2 separate regions of the Camelus bactrianus genome follow, and region 2 is linked to region 1. A link is a contact called in public Hi-C data. All regions are on one chromosome and are shown on one strand. Each heading gives the region's core, a stretch centred on a gene start, on an enhancer-like site or on the middle of the called end of the contact. The rest is flanking DNA. Distances are from core to core; before and after follow the strand shown.

The links. Hi-C and Micro-C count contacts between places; a contact is called where the count stands out from the background.
Region 2: a Hi-C map of blood shows a contact between it and region 1, with 3 times the contacts expected there. The contact joins the promoter of ACADS here to the promoter of HNF1A in region 1. A contact is called at or near these places in 2 of 2 Hi-C or Micro-C datasets (blood and liver).

Annotation. Positions count from the first base shown.
Region 1 is chr32:8,936,241-8,941,705 of ASM4877302v1, forward strand. HNF1A (HNF1 homeobox A) reads right to left here and starts at 2,694. Exons shown (of 10, transcript XM_010969604.3): 1 at 2,366-2,694. The coding sequence starts at 2,694.
Region 2 is chr32:9,120,059-9,125,523 of ASM4877302v1, forward strand. ACADS (acyl-CoA dehydrogenase short chain) reads right to left here and starts at 2,069. Exons shown (of 10, transcript XM_074356197.1): 1 at 1,836-2,069; 2 at 569-732. The coding sequence starts at 1,986. UNC119B (unc-119 lipid binding chaperone B) reads right to left here. Exons shown (of 5, transcript XM_074356198.1): 5 at 4,196-5,465.

The DNA.
Region 1 (5,465 bases), core at 1,444-3,943:
TCAGGGAGGACCTCCCTGAGGAGGTGATATTTGAGCAAAAAGGAGAAGGAATTGGCCCCGGGAAGATCTGGAAGAAGAATTCTAGGCAGAAGGCACAGTGCATGCAAAGGCCCTGAGGTGGGAATCAGCAAAGTCAGTGTAACTGAAAGGAAGTGAGGAAGGGAGAGAGGTCCCTTAGAAAGAGGTCAGGAAACCAAGGCTGGGAGTTTGAATTTTATTCATTGTTGAGGTGGGGAAACTGAGGCAGGAGGAGGAAGAGACATTAGCCCAAGGTCATACTTGGTCACACTTAGTTTGTGTGAGAAGTCCTGCCTCTTCACCATCCTTTCTAGCCTGCCTGGGCTTCATCAGGGGTCCCCTACCCTCTCTAGCCTGTGCCCTGGGGCTCGAGGCCCCACTTTTTCCCTTCGGGGCGTTTTCAGATCCCTTTTGTTACCTGAACAATAAGTAACCCGGGTAGTTAGTTATAAACTCCGCAGGAACAAGGAGCTGGTTGATAATTTATAGCAACATCTCAAATTTAAATGGAAAGTAAATAGCATGCTGTTAGCATTAAAGAAAACCCAATCGGGGCGGGAGGGAAGCACTCCAGCCTTCTCTCAGCTTGGGGCGCCTCACTCTCTCCCCAGCCCCTTCTCCCAGCTGCCTGTGAGCCCCTCTCCCCTCCCGGCTTCTTGGCTCTGCTCTGCTTCTCCAGGCCTCTCTCTACCCACATCCTGTCTCTTCCTCCATGCCTCCCCTCTCTCCCTCAGCTTCCAAGTCTCTGCTGGTCCCCAGGGAGCACTTTGACCCCTGTTCCCCGCTCAAGTGCTGTGGATCAAGCCTTCCCCTCCACCCACCATCCCACCAAAGGGGCTGCTGGTCAAGAGGCCCCACCCAGCCAGGTAAGGCCTTTGGCACCCCTTGCCCCCACTCCCCCCGGAAAGCCCCCAATCCCATCTGGGGCCCTGAGCAAGTCTGGCCCAGCCCCACCCTGTCAGGGCTGCCCTTGCCCTGGGCCTGGCGATGCCTGACTCTTTGCCCCTCCCCTGCAGACAGAGGCCCTTTGCCCTCCTCTTCCTGCCAAGTCAGGGGGCCCTGGCTGCTCCCCTGCCCCCTGCCCAGGCCCTCATGAGGCCTGGCAGACCCTGAAGGCTCCCTGTGGCAGGGATCCAGCCACCCCCACACCCCAAGCTGGGATCAGGACCTTGGACAGAAAAGAGATGGTCTCTGGGACTCTTTCTCAGTCTCCCCAACCCACCCCCAGCCGGCCCCTGGCCCCCAGTCATGGAGGAAGAGGGCACCAAAGAGAGTGGGTGTGGAGTCCCAGTTGGGTGGCCTTCATCAAGCTACTTCCCCTCTCATTTCCCTCGTCTGTGAAGCAGTTATTCATAGCTGCCTCCAGAGTTCATCTCAGTGTTGCCAGAAATCACACATGTGAAACTTCAGCACAGCGCCCACCCGGCTGTTAGGATGGAGGTTACAGAGCCTTAGGGGAGGGGCAGTGCTTGAAGCCCCCAGACCCCCTTCCCCTCACCTTTACCCTCCCCATCCCCCAGCCCGCTGGGTGGGAAGTTGGTTGGCTCAGGCCTCCCCAGGCCACCAGCCCTACAAGTTAATGATCACAGGCCTTATCAGAGCCTTTTGCCATGTATAAATTTATAAAACAAAAGAGAAATAATAAAGCCTGTGGGTAATTAGTAACCAGGTCAACTCTGCTGAGGAGAGGGGAGGCATCAGGCTCAGACCCACCCAGCTCTCCGGGATATGGGGAGCCAGCCAGTGGGTGGGGGTACGGAGCGGGGAGGCCTCTAACTGCACCTGCTGGAGAGGTGGGGGGGCCTGAGGCTGTGCTGGAAAGGGGAGCAGCTCCTTCCTTGAGGCTCCATTTCCCTCAGGTAAGAAAGACTGGGCCCTCCTGGCCAAATGTTTGAGTTCCGGGGAGGCCAGGGAAGCCCCCGAAAGCCCAGTTCTCGCTCCCCAGTGGTGCACCTGGTGCTTGGCAGGGAAGGTAGGGCTCGGGGAGTGGAAATAGGGATGGTGGCTATAAACTCCCTCCGCCCTCTGGTTGTCCGGCCACTTGAATTGTGGACTCTCCCGCTTTGTCCCCATCTTGGAGCTCCCCGGGGGGATGGCCCCACTTCTGAAGTGCTGGGCTGAGAGCCTTGGCTCGTGGGGACTCAGAGGACCAGGTTGGGGGCTGGAGGCTCCAATCCCCGAGCCGGGACCACCCCCCCTCCAAGCTCCAATGGGCCCTGTCCCCCTTAACCAACATCCAGAATGAAGGCCACAGCCATGGGACTCTGGAGTGGGAAGGGCTGGTCAGGAGCCGAGGGTGGGCCCCTCCAGGCTCCTTGGGAGCTGGGGACAGGAGAGGGGTCCTTACTGCAGCAGGGTCTCCACCACGGCTTTCTGGTGGGCTGCCTCCTCCGGGCTGAGGTTCTCCAGCTCTTTGAGGATTGGCGGCGTGAAGTCTTCCCCATCGTCGTCCGTCTCGTCCTCGGAGCCCCTCGTCTCCCCGAGTCCGTTGGGAAGCTCGGCCAGCTCCCCTCGCCCACCACCGCCACAGGACTCCCCCTTGTCCAGGGGGCCATCTCCGGCCAGCAGGTAGGGCGCCGGCTCACCCAAGGCCTGGATCAGCGCCTCTTTGCTCAGGCCCGACTCAAGCAGGGCGGCCAGGAGCTCCGTCTGCAGTTGGCTCAGTTTAGAAACCATGGCTCTGCTAGCGCTGGGCCACGCGGCCCTGGGCCACCCAGCTGGCCGCCTCCCCAGCTGCGTGGGCCGGCTCCGTGCTGGCCGGCCAGCAGGCAGGCCCAAACCAGGCTCCTTGCACCCGCTGCCCCCCCAAACCCCACTAGCCAAGCCCTGTGGGCACCCCCAACCCCCAACCCTGGCCCCAGTGGCCAGTGAATCAGGGCCCCTGCCCGCTCTGTTTACATTGGAGCTGGGGAAATTCTCCAAGGTTCATATTTATCCGTGTGCTTAGAGAAGGGACTGAACTTTGGACTTCACCCTGCAAACTGCAGGCCTCATGGCAGCGCCGAGGGACGGGGAGCTGCGGCCTTCACTGGGAGTAGGCAGAGCAGAGGGTGGGGGAGGCGGCAGTGGGGGGCCCAGGGCAGCTGGGACGGATGGTGCTGAAACAGGGAGGTCTTCAGGTGACCAGCATGGGGTCCCACCCCACCAGGACCTTGTCGGGGATCAGGTTGAGGCAGGAGAGCAGAAACAGCGGGTTTCCCTTGGGAACAGAAGCAGCAGGGAGTTTTAGGCCATTGGGCCATCTCTCCTCAAGGGCAGGGCTGGGTCACATCCATTTGGGGAGCTGCCTTCCTGCCAGCCCCAACATCAGGCCTGCTGGGAGGAACACTGTGTCGACTTAAGTCTGCTGTGGGCTGGGTCTGTAATGTGCATCATTACCTCAGAGTAGCCCCTAACCACTGTGAGTAGGTACAGGAATTATGCCCATTTTACAGAGGAGGAAACTGAGGTTCTGAGAGGGTAAGCAACTTCCCCAAAGTCACACAGCTAGAAGACTTGTGGGATGGGAATAGGGTGAGAGCAGTCAGGCATTTGGCTCAGAATTTTAAGGGGGCACCAAAAAACTCAGTAAATCAAGAGAAAACAATATTTGTATGCAATATATTAAAAATTCAGAATTAATGCTAAGCCCAAAAGAATTTAAGATACTACCACATAAAAACTTGCATGTGAATGTTCATAGCATTATTCACAATAGCCAAAAAGTGGAGAAACATAAATATCCATCAGCGGATGAATGGGTAGATAAAATGTTGTCCATCCATGCAATGGCATGGTATTTGGCCATAAAAAGGAATGAAGTCCTGATTCATAAGGGTGAATCTTGAAGACATTATGCTAAGAAGCCAGACACAAAAGGCCATCTATTGTATTATTCCATTTATAGGAAAAGTTCAGAATAGGCAAATCCACATGGACAGAAAGTAGATTGGTGGTTGCCAGGGGCTGAGGGGACAGGTGCGGGGAGGGGGAGAGGGAGGGGAGGGAATGGCTGCTTAAAGGCTACGGAGTTTCTTTGAGGGTGATGGAGATGTTCTAATGTAGATTCGGTGATGTTATACCATTCTGTGAATATACTAAAAATCACTGAATGGTGCATTTTTAAAGGGTGAATTTTATATAGGAATCAATAAAATATATTTTTAAATCAATGCAAAAAATCTGTGATGAACCACAAATATCAAAATGTTAAGTAAAGGCAGATTCTAACCCTCACTCACCCCCACCCACCTCTTCCCTCTTCCAGTCAGAGCCTGGACAAAAATTCCTGCAGTCTGTCCCCTGGGGTGGCCCTAAGCTCCCAGAACAAGGGGTGTACACCATTGCCTGGAGTACGCGGAGTGGGTGCTGCGGGGCTGCCCCCTAGGCTGGGGCATCTCTCAGGGGTCTGCAGAACCAGGGTCATATGTTGGGCAACAGAAGCAGGGAGAAGGTACCATTGGCCAGAAGGCCCTCCCTGCAGGCCAGGCCAGGCCAGGCCAGCGGAGAGGAAGCGGGGCTGAGGAAGGATGATAGCTGATCTATCAGCTCCAATCCCCCTTCTCTGTCGTCTCCCAGACCCAGGGCTCCAATCCCCCTTCCTCTGATTTCTGGCTTCATTTTTGCACGCACCTAATGTGCTGGCAAATGTGCTGCCCATGCGGCCACTAAGCACTTGAAATGTGGCTGATGCCTCTGGCTGAAATAATAATATTTTGGATATATTGGGTAAAATTTTTCAATTTGAAAACTAAATTTAAGGGGGGGAGGGTAATACATCCATGGTAGAGTCCATTAAAAACACACACACACACAAAAACAAAACAATATATAAACATAATTAAATTTTTTAAAATTTTAATTAAAAATTATTTTTACTTGTTTCTTTTTGCTTTTTGTTTGTTTTATGAGAGAGAGGTAATTAGGTTTATTTATGCTTGGAAGAGGTACTGGGGACTGAACCCAGGACCTTATGCATGCTAAGCATGCACTCTGTCACTTGAGCTACACCCTCCCCTGTTTTTTCTTACTTTTATAATGGTACCACCAGAAACCTTTATTTTTTGGTGTATATTCTTTTTCGATTGTTTGCTTTTGTTTTTGTTTTTTATTGAAGTATAGTTGATTTACACTGCTGTGTTAGTTTCAGATATATAGCAAAATGATTTCAGTTATACATATATTCATGTATTCTTTTTCAGATTCTTTTCCATTATAGGTTATTACAAGATATCGAATATAGTTCCCTGTGCTATACAATCGGTCTTGTTTTTTTATCTAGTTTATATATAGTAGTGTGTATCTGTTAATCCCAAACTCCTAATTTATCCCTCCTCCTCCCCTTTCCCCTTTGGTAACCAGTAAATTTGTTTTCTATGTCTGTGAGTCCATTTCTGGTTTATAAATAGGTTTATTTGTATCATTTTTTAAGATTCCATGTATAAATGTATCATATGATGTTTGTCTTC
Region 2 (5,465 bases), core at 819-3,318, 180 kb after region 1:
ATACAGCAGGAACACCTCAAACATGTCATTACAGATGGACGGACACAAGGACACAGGAAGGAGGGCACTGACTGGGATCTCAGCGGCTGGCACCAGACAGACTTGGGCTCTGGTCTCAGCTCCGCAACTCATTAGCTGCGTGACCTGGGGCACATTATTTGAGCCTGTCATCAATCTGAGTCTCAGTAACTGTACAACAGGGTCTGTATTAATGGCGTCTTCACCTCAGAAGACTGTTGGGAGAAGCAGATGAGCTAACCCATCTCAGCGCTGAGAACAGTGCTGAGCACCTGGGAAGTGTTCCGTCAGCATTAACTATCATCATCACGATGCCCAGTACGTAGGACGCGTACCCACCATCCGCCATTACTGCTGTTATTCCAGAAGTCAAATCCTGGCTCTAGGCCTCATGCTGGACCAGGGGAACCTCCAGAGAATTTTCTGGGCCCCAGGAACCCGCCTCAGGGTTCTGTGGCTGGAGTCTCAGTGACTCTGGCTGTCACTGTCACCAGTCGTCTGGGAGCCGAGAGCACAGCCCATCCTGGGCTGCTGAGGTTGGAACTCTCACCTGAGCTGCCGGGAAGCAATGTTCCTTGTCCAACTGGGCCGCAATGGGAAAGAGCTCCTTCTCCACAAAGTCCTGGCATGTCTGACGTAGCATCTGGTGTGTCTCGGGCAGCTCCACAGACTGGTAGATGGTATGTAAGAGGCGCCAGTCCCAAGGCCGGAGAGCTGCCAGCAAAAACAACAGGAGTCAGTAGAAGGGGAATGCGAGAGATCTTGTGTGATGACACTAATAATTAACCATAATAATAATAATAGCGTTCCACTAACTCAGCAGTTCTCCTCCATAGATGATTTTGTGCCCCCAGGGACTACTAGCAACGTCTGGAGACATTTCTGGTTGTCTCAACCGAAGGGTTGTGTGGAGTGGGTAGACACCAGAAATACTGCTAAACACTGTACAGGACAGATTCCATGACAAAGAATCATGGGCCCAAAATGTCAGCAGCTCACTGTTTAGAAAAGAACTGAATGTTTACTGTGCTTGCTAAATAGTTTGTACAACTTAACCCATTCAATCATCAGTGTAACACCAGTAACAGTAAGAGCACAGGCAAGGATGTTAACTTCATTGGTTTCTCTAAAATGTGGAGGCCAACAGCATTTCGCTCCTGGGGTGGGAGGCTGAGATACTAACTGTAGCACTTGGTGCAGGGCCTGGAGAGACACCTCTCAATGAGGGTCCCCTTTATTGTTATTATTCAGGGTGAGTGGCTCTTAACCAGGCAGAGGAAGCCCTGGCCACGTGTCACTGCTGCCACAGCTGGAGAGAAATGGGAAGATGGGAGAGGTAGTGTATGAAATCACCTGCAAGTTCTAATACTCACTAAGCACCTGTTAATATGCCAGGCATTGTACCAAGTGTTGCGCACACCCTCTGATTCAACGCTCTATAACGTATTTACAAGAACAGCAGTAATGCATTACTGTGGCTGTTTTACATAAGGGCCAGCTTAGGCTGACAGGAGCCGTGTCTGGCTCAAGGTCACAGGTGCAGTCTGGGTTCAAGCCCAGGCCTGGCACCGGAAGAAGGGCGCACCTTGAACCTCCGCCGAAGGTGCAATGAGGGGAGGGGGATGCGGATGCCGCAGTGGGAACGGAGCTGGGGGTAGGAGGTCGGCGCGGGCGCCCAGGCCACGCAGGCGCGAGAAGCAGCCTAACTGGGCAAAGGCCGCGCGCTCCCGGAGTAGGCACCACCCGGCCGCCGCGGAGAAGGACCAGCCGCCGGGAGCCGTACCCGCTCGGCGGAGCCCTGGCCGGTGAGCACTCACCTCCGCGGACGGGGCCGCAGGCCCGGGCGAGCAGTGCGGCGGCCATAGAGGACGGAAGCCAGATACTCCTGACAGTGCCGGACTTCCTCTCAGCCACCTCGGTCCACCAGCGTGGGCTCCAGGCTGCGGGGGCGGGGCCGGCGCAGGTCATAGGCCTCGCCCACCGTGGCTCAGGGCGGGGCCGTCCTACGCTCACGTCCGGTCTGCCTCGGGTCGTTGTGGGACCCGCTTCACTCCCCGGTGGTAAAACCAGACTCTCCCGCGCATTTGCGGAAGTCGCCGAAGTCGGTTCTCTTCCGATCCTAAAACCTTTCGAGAGTGGGCGTCTCTCTCCTAAAATCCAATTCCGTGGCCTAAAAAGCCCTATAAGCCTTCCCCCGCCTACCTCCCTGATCCCACGCCCACCACCCCCTTGCGGTCCTTGCTCCAGCCTCACATGGCAGCTCCAATACCTCTAGCTGGTTCCACCCTTCGGACCTTTGCGGTCATCGTACCCTCGCTGGAACGCTCCTTCCCTTCCTCACTCACTGAGGCCTGCCCCGACCTCATGAGGCCAGTGTTTCCACCCCGCCCCACACTTCCCATCCCATTGTTTTATTCCTGGCATCGTCTGAAATCTTATCAAGTCCCCTACCAGCCTGTGAGTTCCAAGAAGGGCAAGGATCTTGTCTTGCTCTGGTACTCAGTACTTCAGCCCGGGTAGTTGGATTGATGGGACGTTGTGAAGGTGGGGTGGCACTGCTGCTTCCCTGATCCAATGTGGTCTCACCGTCTCACTTCCAGCTGTGGGGCAGAGCCCCCTCGGGAGTGGGGGCACTGTACCCTACTGCCGTGCATTTGGTCCTCAGTGTCCATCAAGATGCCTTCACCCTGCCTCCCAAAACTATGGCGATTTCACTTGTCTAACAAGGGTCTTCCATGGGCACAGGTGTGAGTCAGACTTCCCCAGGCTCCGGGATACCACCCACGTGCACCCAGGCACCCACACATCCCTCCAGCTGCCTTTTCCCCCCATAACTCAGCCCAGCATCGACCCACAGGACAGAAGTTCTGTCTTCCTTCAAGAACTTGCTCTGCTTCCTGGAGATCAATCAAAAGATGTGGCAACGTCTTTCTGATGTTACCTTGCAGTTAAAAAAAGAAATGCATTCAAACTACTCAGCGATAAAAAATAAAATAATGCCGTTTGCAGCAATATGGATGGACCTGGAGATTGTCATTCTAAGTGAAATAAGCCAGAAGGAGAAAGAAAAATACCATATGATACCACTCATATATGGAATCTAAAAAAAAAAAGACACTAATAAACTTATCTACAAAACAGAAACAGACTTGCAGACATAGTAAACAATCTTATGGTTATTGGGGGGAAGGGGGTAAGAAAGGATAAATTTTGGAGCTTGAGATTTGCAAATGTTAACCACTATATGTAAAAATAGATAAAAAGCCAAGTTTCTTCTGTATAGCACAGGGAACCATATTCAATATCTTATAATAACCTTCAATGAAAAACGGTATGAAAACAAATACATGTATATATGTGCCTGATTGGGACATTATGTTGTACACCAGAAGTTGACACACTGTAACTGACTATACTTCAATTAAAAAAAAATGCATTCAAAAGAAAGCCTCTAAATCCATACTACTGTAAAGCCAACAAATGACTATTGTTGGCAAATGATCCCAGGCTTCCTAACCTTTCATCACCCAACCTGGCACCAGCCCAGGGTGGAAGAAAAGAGGAAAAAGCAGGAGAGGGGGGAAAATAAGTGAGTGGTGTTTGTGGGCAGAGGCCTTCAGGTGCCACAGACCATCTAAAACAGATTTATTTTTAACTGGTACTGTTTGTGACCTCAAACATGGATATAAGTTTTATATTAAAAGTGTGCAAGTTCTCCAATAGAGACAGAAATCAGAAGATGGTTACAAGGGACTGGGGTGAAGGGAGGGAAGTGGCTGCAAATACTAGGAACTTGAGAGAACTTTCTGGGGTGATGGAAACGCTCTGTATCATGACTGTGATCAGGAATCCATTTGTCAAAACTCATCAAACTGTACTCTTACGTGAGATGAATTTACTCTTGGAGGTATAGTTAAAATACCTCTTAATGAACCTAACTTTAAAACATGTATATACATTTTTAATTCTCAAAGCACCCCAGCAAAATGTAAAGCAAAAAAAATTAAGCCTAAAGCACGATACTATGCACTAATGACCCCAGAGACCAGCTATGCTCATTAAACCAGTATTTACGTAAAGGCCACGTAAAGAAACTCTGAGCCCGCCCCCACTCTCACCCCATACCTGCTCCCCCACCGACACAAGGGGCCGGTCAGGAGACAAGAGGGGGTACACATACTGTGAAAATCTTTCTTTTATTACTGTCTCTTGTGGCAAAATAACATTTTATACAAATAAGTCACCTAAGTTTACTTTGGACACAAAGACAATACAAACTGGAATGAGGAGCTTGGGGGAGGCGGGGAAGGCAGATCAGGTCACTGACATTTCTTATATTCTGTGAAAAATAGATTTACAGAGAAAAAAATAGACTTTCACAAGTTCAATGACTTTACATGATCCTTTGTACAACAAGGGGTAAATCCACCTCCACCGGACCCTTCTTGTTCCTAAGACGTCCTGTAACATGGAATGTAAGTAACACAATGATTCGATGACCCAGCTCCTATGCCAGGTACAGCGGCACCCTCTGCATCGGGATCCTCGCCCACAGGCAATGAGTCTGTGCTGTGACTCTGAGAACTGTCCACATCCCCCTAACTTCACTGAAGTCATAGTGACAGTGGCCACCAGAAGAAAGTGACTTTACACAGGGAAAAAAAAAAAAAAAAAAAAAGAGTACCCTGGGAGCCTAGCAAGGGTGGTAAGACCTACTAAGGCAAAACGCACCCAATTTGTACATTAGACACAGCCTATTAAATCCATTCCAGAAACGAGTCCCACTTCAACTGAAAAAACAAGTTGAAGATTCCCCCAACTTTGCCACACAAAATCTCCAGTCTCTGGATCACCCGAGTCCCCAAATCACTGCCCCTATTTGAGAATCAGATGGCCCGAAGACTGTGGGTGTCTTCAGGAAGTCTTCCATGCTCCTGAATACTGCTTCACTGCAAGACAGCTTTGAGCTAACACATGAGGAGAGGATGACCTATTTTATTCCAGAACTACTTTTAGATATTTCCTCTGTTCACTCTTTAAAACATAGAATGAAACAAACCAGAATCTTCTTTGCAGAAGCCAAAAGGTCATCTTAGCCCAACTGCTCTACAGAAGAGAGGTGCTCTACCAGGAGGTTCCAAGGCTCCAAGGCAGAGTGACAGGAGCAGGACGGGAGAGGGAGGGCAGGCAGCAGGCCCCCTGGCGCCAGCTGGGCCTGCCAGCCTGCTGGAATGTGTTCCCTCCAGGAGCTGCCTCTCAGGGCATGGTCTCCCCAGGAAGGCAGGTTTTTTCCTCCCATTGCATCACCCACAAGGTAACTGCTACCAGTGGCCCAGATTCCTTAATAACACGGCCTCCTGATTCAACTTCTGATGAGTTCAGCTACTTTCAGAGAAAGTGTGACTTCCAACTCTCTCTCCAGTTCAGACACCAAAGCTTGAACTTCC